Regions from separate parts of the Gossypium hirsutum genome. Here region 2 is linked to region 1. Evidence: chromatin contacts called from public Hi-C data. All regions are on one chromosome and are shown on one strand. The core of a region is the stretch at or near the end of the contact, and the rest is flanking DNA. Distances in the headings are between cores, read along the strand shown.

Evidence for each region. A called contact is a pair of places that touch in the nucleus more often than the background predicts.
Region 2: a Hi-C map of leaf shows a contact between it and region 1, with 2.1 times the contacts expected there. The contact joins the promoter of LOC107929451 here to the promoter of LOC107929452 in region 1. A contact is called at or near these places in 8 of 34 Hi-C or Micro-C datasets (leaf and seedling).

The regions. Positions count from the first base shown.
Region 1 is chrA08:110,004,993-110,009,386 of Gossypium_hirsutum_v2.1, forward strand. It overlaps LOC107929452 (abscisic acid 8'-hydroxylase CYP707A2), which reads right to left and starts at 2,447. Exons shown (of 7, transcript XM_016860880.2): 1 at 2,185-2,447; 2 at 1,773-2,091; 3 at 1,277-1,663; 4 at 1,014-1,188; 5 at 695-801; 6 at 459-577; 7 at 1-331. The coding sequence starts at 2,384. The coding sequence ends at 238.
Region 2 is chrA08:110,226,244-110,230,637 of Gossypium_hirsutum_v2.1, forward strand. It overlaps LOC107929451 (arabinosyltransferase XEG113), which reads left to right and starts at 2,497. Exons shown (of 13, transcript XM_016860879.2): 1 at 2,497-2,869; 2 at 3,301-3,528; 3 at 3,602-3,807; 4 at 4,141-4,246. The coding sequence starts at 2,677.

The DNA.
Region 1 (4,394 bases), core at 1,197-3,696:
CACTCCCTTCCATTTTTTGTTATTCTTTGCTATAAGTTGGAGAAAGAATAAACAGGAAACTGTTTGCAGATTTTGCTTTTCTTTTCTGTACAGTTTGGGGACTTGGTTTTTTTTCTTTCTATTTTTGTTATTTATGATCTCAAGTTTCTTCATTTGTCCAAAAAGCTCTTTGTTGGAACTGTCTTCGCCTTTGCATTCTTTGCTTCATACTCTAAAATTAAGAAATTGAGTGCATGCCTATGATTTTCTGATTAATCTGATGGGCAAACCATTCTGGGGAAGAGCAAAAGGACCATACTGAATTCCACTATTTGTACCCACCACAGACCACCTGCAAAAAAATCACATTCATATGTCATGTTTTATTTTATATTTCTATTAATAGAAACAATCAGATCATAAAAATCCCACAAACTGAGAAAAAGAAAAAAGGAAGAGATTGAAAGACTGTCGGTTACCTGTACTTCGTGGTCAGATGATGGAGAAGGACCATGATTTCCAGCTTGGCTAACTCATTCCCTGGACATGAATGTGTTCCATTGCCAAATGGCATAAATGTATTGGGTTTTGGAACAAACTGTTCAATCATTGAGCAAAAGTATGCTTTAGGTGATTGCTACTTACTCTCTCTCCTTTTTTTTTTTTAATTTAAAAGAAAAAAAATTGAAAACAACAAAACTCTGCATAAGTCTACCTCAAATCTTGAAGGATCAAACTTTTCAGGATCTGGGAAGATTTCTGGGCTGTGATGAATGTTTCTAAAAAGTGGTAAAACTTTCCATCCTTTTGGTATAAGATACCCTGTTTAATATTTTTCACAACAAAAAGACAAGTTAGGCTATTTGAACCAAAAAGGCAAAGGTAGTAGCATTATACTCTTAACAGTTATATAGATTGAATTATCTGTATTGAAATGTGGACCGATCAAGATTTCAAATCAAATGAAATCTTTTATCACTAAAGAGTGACTTAGTATGTGTATATATATTGACAGAGGTTGTGGTGCAACTGACCTTCATATTCAACATCAGCCACTGCTTCTCTGAAGGTAAAAGATAAAATCGAAGCAACCCTAAGTGTCTCCTGAATCACTCTTGAAGTTATGGGCATCTTCTTGGTATCTGCCCAGCTCAGAGTTTGCTCCTCACCGCATTTCTCTTTACCTTTCATTATGGCCTCTTGTTCATCCTGTAAAACACCACAAGAAACAACCAAGTCAGTGTGTCTATGGTGGAGTTTTCTTGGACTAGTCCCATAGGAGGAGCAATAAACTTACCGTGACAGCTTGAAGAACGCTGGGGTTTTCTCCAAGGTACTTAATTATCCAAGTGAGTACACTAGCGGTGGTGTCACGAGCAGCAAAGATTACACCAATGATGTTATCAGCGATTTGTTCATCGGTGAGGCCTTCTTTATCACCCATGAAAGAACCCAACAAGTCATTGTACTCCTGCTTCGTTTCTCTCCTGGTCGATATGATTTTGGCCAGGATCTGAGCTAGCTCTTTCCTTGCTTTCATCGATTTGTTGAAAAGTGTACCCGGAATGTTAATGGGCATCGAGTTATAACCTTTTTCTAATATGTAATAACACCTCTTCAGATCTTCTCTGTACTTCACTTCATCCTCTCCGAATATCGATAGCAGCGCAACATTGAATGTGTACTGCAAATATAAAAAATATATTTGATATCAACATATCATCAAACACAGGGTAAACAAAAACAGAGGAAACAACCCTGTTTTTTTTTCCCTCTCTGTTTTTTAGGCTTACCGTTTTCATTTCTTGGAAAGTGGTAATCAGCCTGCCTTCCAATGACTGGAGAGAATCTTTGGCAATGGATTCGATGTTGGAAACGAAGCTTTTGATGGCTTCAGGCACGAAGGCACGGAGCACAAGCTTCCTCAATTTGGCATGGTACTGTCCTTGGCTAAAGAAAATGGCTTGTTTGCCCAACATCCTCTCTTTACTGGCCGGAAACGTTGGCTTGAAGAGGTGAGACTTGGTGACAAGCACAAATTTCGCAGCTTCCGGGCTGGAAATCATCACACAGGGACACCCGAGTATATGGGTCTTGAATATGGAGCCGTACCTATATAAAAACAAACAAACACAAGCCACAGCCCATTGTAAGCATGCATTACATTACACTGCAAAGAACATGCCACAAAGAAAAATAACACACCTTTTCTGCTTGGAAGCAAAGAAGACATTTGGGTTTTGGGAGTAGAGCTGAAAGGTTTCACCGATGTACGGCCAACCCAAGGTGCCTGGCGGGAGGGGTAAATCCCGGGATTTTTTGGATTTGAACAAATTAAGCAGAGAATTGAAGAGAAAAATAAAGAAAATGGAAGCAAATAAGGGAATCATGAAATAGAATGCCATGTTTAATAAATTATAAATAGGGTGGAAATCTTGGTAGCTGAATGGTGAAGAAGTTGTGTGATGGAAACAAGTGAGCAGCAGGTATATATATAGGGGGGGGGGACTGGGGATTGGGTCGGGCTCGGTCGGGTCGGGTTAGAAATATGAAAAGGATATAGGAAGGGAAAAGGAAGGGGGTTTGAAATACAACTTGAATCCCCCACACGCGGAATCTCCCTCCAGCTCATTGCATGTTTTCTAGTTCTACTCATCTGTACTCTTTATCCGTGCTAATATATTTTCTGTGACTCAGTTCATTGTTACATATTCTATTTTTATTATTTTATTAATATTAAAATTTCATCTCACTATTTTTTTTATTTAATTACCGATGTTAACGTTATCAGTAAAGGTCAAAGCTTTAAACCTTGTGCTTTTAGTTATATTTGTGGGTTTTAATTCGATTTGATCGGTTTATTTTAATCTTAATTATTTTGATTATTAATTTATTTTATGTTTTATCTTAGTTTAATTCTATTTTATAATTATTTGAATATATATCTATTTTTATGTGTGAGTTTTAATCTCGTGGAATAATTTTAGTCTAGATTATTTTGATTCTTAGATTATTTATATTTGATTTTGATTTGATTATAATTTGTCCTTACTTAAACTCATATTTGTGATTGTATTATAATCACAATGTTGTATAATTTTTATCTATTTCTTTTTTTTCATATATTTTTATTAATGACTGTGAATGTTTTTGTATTATTTTACAATAAAAACATAATTATTAACTATAATTTAATATATAGATTGAGTCTTAACTCGACTGACATTAAAATTATTATCAATGTAAGAAAATATGAATTCCCTGAAGTGAATTGTACTCTTATTTAAAAATTAACTAGTAACTGTAGATAATTTAAAATGATTAAATGTAAAAAAACTATAAATTAGTCATAAAATAAAAATAGCAAGCACGTGGCAGGACTGAAAGAAAAGAAAGCAGAAAGAGCGCGTGAGTGTTTGACCAGAATCAAGAAAAGGTTGGGTTTTAAGACATGAAAGAAAACGTCCCTTAAGCAAGACAAAAGGAGAGTTTGAAGTTAGAAGTATGAGTCACTTTAACGAGCTCAATCCGTACTCACTTTTTCTTTGAACATCCAAATATTGAAGGGTAGAAACCCCATAGTCTTTTACCATACCTCACTCTAAAAGTCTGCAATTTTTATACGCTTCACCAAAATCTGTGCCATATGTTTTAAATCTTAAACTAAAATAATTTGTCATTCAAAACCCCCATCTTTGAATTGGAGACAGTTCAAAGCATGCCTTTTTATTTTCAAAGCAAAACCCCACTTTGAACAAGCTGCAATAAAAGCTTATACAATATATTTATCAATATATATAATAAGCAGCCAAAAGAGTGAGAGTGTTTAATAAATGTTGGGTTGGATTTGGGTGGTGTTTTGGTGAGTCAAAACCTTTGTCAAGCCCCAACCAAAAATAAAGACTTACATATACAAGAAACGAAGTCACCGTGTACTGCTTCAATAAAAATGTGGTTTCTCATTTATACTCAAAATCACCATAATTGAATAATATTTTTGGTCTGTTATAGGTTTTATAGGTTTAGGAATTAGTCCAAAACCTCAATTTTTTTCCATCTTGGGTGGGGGGCTCTCAATCATCAATTTATCATCTCTTATGCTCATCAACATTCTATTCTTAACTATTTTTAATATTTCATCTACATCATTAATTAGTGTAGCCATGATAAGATTTTTTAATTATATGTGAATTTTAATGTTTAAATGCATTTAGCACTTTGATTTTATTTAAGTTATACTAATTTGAAAAAAAAACAAATAAATCTATTTATTCTACATTAATTAGTAACTATAATTATACTAAAATAACATTATATATTAAAAAAAAATCATGCTTTTTTTCCTTTTCGAGTACATTTTCATCCAAAATAACTAGTAATGTACCAATGACTATGAACTTAGTAGCTTACCCTTT
Region 2 (4,394 bases), core at 1,247-3,746, 220 kb after region 1:
TTCAAAGTTTTATAACTATATAATTTAACTTATAGTAATTAGTCTTTACGACTTTTACTGTTTAGTCCTTTTTACTTAATTAACTATTTAAACGTTAAAATTTTCTAACCAAAATTTAATACGACACTGTAATAACTATATAAATATTAAATAAAATAATAAAATATCGACTGATCAGAATCATGGTCCCGAAACCACATTTTTGACACCATTGAAAACGGGTTGCTACAGCAAAATTGTCAGGCTTAATGGTTGCAGCATTCTCATCCAAATACGGAAAAATATCCTCAAAAAATTTCACATTGTGGGACACAAGGAACTTCTTAGAATCTAGATCATATAAATATCAACCTTTTTTGCCAAAAGGGTACCCAACAGAAACATACTTTCAACTTCGACTAACAAACTTATCACCCTTAGAACGTTGATTATGAGCAAAAAATAAGCACCAGAACACACGAAGATCATCAAACAAATGAGGGCTGCCAAACAACATTTCATAGGGTGTTTTTTTGTGAAGAAGAGGTGAAGGAGTTCGATTAATGAGATGAAATACAGCCAACACACACTCCCCCTAGAAGATATAAGCAGATTTCCCTAGAAACGCAAAGCACGAGCTACATTTAAAATATACTGATGTTTCCTCTCTACTCTCCCATTTTGTTAAGGAGTCCCAACTCAATATGTTTAAAAAATAATGTCATTTGCAAGAAAATAATCCTGAAGAAAATTAAATTTCGTCCTATTATCACTTCTAACACACTTTATTTATTGAGAAATTGGCGGTCAACCATAGCAATGAATAACATGAAAACTTTGAAAACCTCTTTTCTATTTTCCAATAGATATATCCAAACAACACGAGAGAAATCATCAACCAATGTCAAAAAATAATGAGATCCACAAGATGAAGGAGTGTCATAAAACCCCATAAATCACAATGAACTAACTCAAAAATATGAGTGGATTTTTGTTCACTAATTGGAAAGTTATATCTAGCTGCTTAGCACGATGACAAATTTCACATGCTTTATTTAGATTATCTATAGAGTTACTAACAAAAGGAAGTAACTTTACTACTTTCTCGGAAGGGTGACCCAATCTTCTCTGCCAAAGTTCCAAAGAGGATGAAGTTTAATTGAAACCGCTTTGACCATCGAAACATGCCGGAAGTAGTAAAGTCCATCCCGTTTCTCACCCGCTCCAATCAGCTCCCTCAAATGAAGATGAATAGTACATATGTTAGTAGAAAATTGGACAAAACAGTTCATATCATCATTCAACTGGGAAAATGAAATTAAATTACAGTTTAATTTAGAAACGTAAAGAACTTGTTTTAATTGAATTTTGTCCTCAATGCCACCATTGTTTGGCTACTAGGGAGTCCTATGGAACATGCTACAAAATCTCTCACATTCGTCAAACACATAATATCACTCATAACATGATTTGAACACCCTGTATCAATAATCCAATTATTCTTGGGCTTACCATTCAACCGAGAAGAAGTTGATTGTTTATTACTGAACACCGCTAGAAGAGACTACTATTGCTCAACAGTAAAACCAGGAAGTGGCGCCTCACTTGGTGGTGATGGAGGAGGAGAAGACTCGCCTCCAGACATTTAGAATGATGAAAGAAAAAAAATTGTGTAAAAAATCTTGCTCAAATGCCATGAAAATAATAGGATAATCTCTTGAATTTTATTGATAGAGCTTAAGGGTATATATATATCTATACAGTAGTAGTTACGTGGGAACCAAATTGCTAAAAGATAATATTTTATAATATCCATTAGGAATCAAATTGCTATGAGATAATATCATATAATAATATCCTAACGTTTTTAAATAATTTCTTTTTCATATATGCACAAAAAGATTAATTTACTCATTTTTTTAATTGAAGAAAAAAATGCGATATAGAAATTATTATGGTATTTTTACTTAAATATGCATAGTTACATCTCTCATTTCTCACCTCCTCTCATTCAAATTTAGAATTTTTCTAATCTACCAATTATATCATCTTTCCAACTTTTTATTCCCCTTTACTTTTACAAACAAAATTTAATTTTACATAGATTAATTAAAAATTTCTTGAAAATCCCCGAGTGTGAGCCGCGGGGGTTTTCACTCTAGTAAAATATTTGTTATTTTATAAGCAAAATGAAATATTGCATTGACTAAAACATGTATCGAATGAAGGGATTGCAAAATGTTTTCCAAGTAAAAACCAAGCCATAATCCCACAAAATTCGGACAAGATTCTGAAATGTTGTCCATCGCCAAGCTCTGCTCTGCACCAGACACCCTGATCTTAAAACCACTTATTGCTTGCCATTTTGTGTATGACTCAATAGAAATCTATTCTCTTCTATGTTGTTGTAAATTTTATATAGTCCCAATGCCAGCTTGCCACATGGTAAATTCTAAAATAATAGTAATGACTGATTTGTGATATAAATAAAAGACAACGGGCCGGGAAAGTTGACCTAGATATAGCCTGCAGCTCTTACATAACAAGTTGCTACAGCTATTGAATTTGATATGAAAACTCCTAAATTAAACATGGAGGCCGGACTACTATAATCGAAACCCCCTTTCCTTTGTTTCGCATTTTCATCCTGAAAAAATTCAACGCCAAAAAGAGATCAAGTTGGAACCCACAGCAAAGATGGGGGGATGGAGAAACGCGGTTCAAGAAGCTGCTGCTTCCAAACCGCTGTTTCTGACGATATACACCACCATTATCGTGGGGATAGTGGCGACTTCTTTTTATGTGTTCTCCGCCATTTACTCTCCATCCGCTTCCACCAGCACCCAGTCTATCTCTACTTCTTGGCTTTCCTCCCCTCCTCTCTCCCAGAGTACGCTCCTTGTTCTTTTTTTCTTTTTTCTTTACGCTCCTTGTTCTTTTTTTCCTTTTTCTTTTTTTTTTTAAAAAATTTAAGCTTCTATGTATGTGCAAATGGCCGATCATACGTTATTAGAACAACTGAGTAAACATTGTTTTCGTTATTGGATCCTAATCAAAATGGAATATTGCTAATGGGTTTTTGTTAGTTTGACTTTTTGTTTGTATGTTAGACCCTTTCTTCCCCGAGCTTCTTTTATGGAATTATGTTGCAATTTTGAAGACTTTCTTTGATGCCTTTTATTATGATGTTCTGTTCAGTACATCAACTTCACTCTTTTAGCATTTGCTTTACCATTAGTCAATTACAAGATTTTATTAACTGATGTCCTCAAATGGTAGATGGTGGTTCTAATTTCAGTAACAACATTTCTCTACCAACAGACAAAGCATCACAACCTGGTAGCAACCAGTTGAAAACTATATGGCAGGCTCCGCCTAGTAATTCGAAAATGCCACCTTTGGAGTCCTTTAAATTAACAAAAGAACTGGTTGGAGAAAGGGCGAAAGACAATGTCATTATTGTCACCTTTGGCAACTTTGCGTTTATGGATTTCATCTTGACTTGGGTTAAACACTTGACGGATCTTGATGTTTCTAATCTTCTTGTTGGTAAGTTGTTAAAATCTTCCTGCAGTTAACTGTGCTTAAAAGTGGACAATGAATCGGAATCGTTGTGATTTAGGTGCTATGGACACCAAACTGTTGGAGGCTTTGTATTGGAAAGGTGTTCCAGTATTTGATATGGGTAGCCATATGAGCACAATAGATGTTGGATGGGGCTCTCCTACATTTCATAAAATGGGGAGAGAGAAAGTATTACTTATAAATGCTATACTTCCTTTTGGTTATGAGCTATTGATGTGTGATACAGACATGGTGTGGCTCAAGGTACTCCCTTTCCTATCCAGATCAAGTTTTTCTTTGTTGTTTACATGACACTAAGCTATAGTTTGATTGTTTCACTTTTTCTTCCCTTAAATTGGATAAGTTTTATTTTATTACAATGCTATCATACTGTGGAAGAATATGGATTTTTCTGATTCTATAAGAAAAAAAATTTCAGTGAGAAATACTAGTTTTTCCTGGCGGTTGCATTTGCTTTGTGTGTACTTTTATTGGCTTGTGTAATGCTTCTTACTCTGCTGTCATCATTTCTTTATATTTTAAATCATGATCCTTAATGGTCACTTCATACTTGATGTGGCTTGCCCCTTTCCACAGGATCCTCTTCCATATCTTGCTCAGTATCCTGATGCTGATATCTTAACTTCAAGTGACCAAGTTGTGCCAACGGTTGTTGATGACAGATTGGCTGACTGGAAACAAGGTAAAATGTTTCAAGTTGTGGCCCAGAGTAGTATTGTTACTGGAGACCTGCCCTCTTCTTTTCTAGGAGAAGAGAGGAGAAAGGTTGTCAATTGATGTGGCGTTTTAATTTAGCATAACCAACGCTGCCTTTAGATTGTTTTCACCTT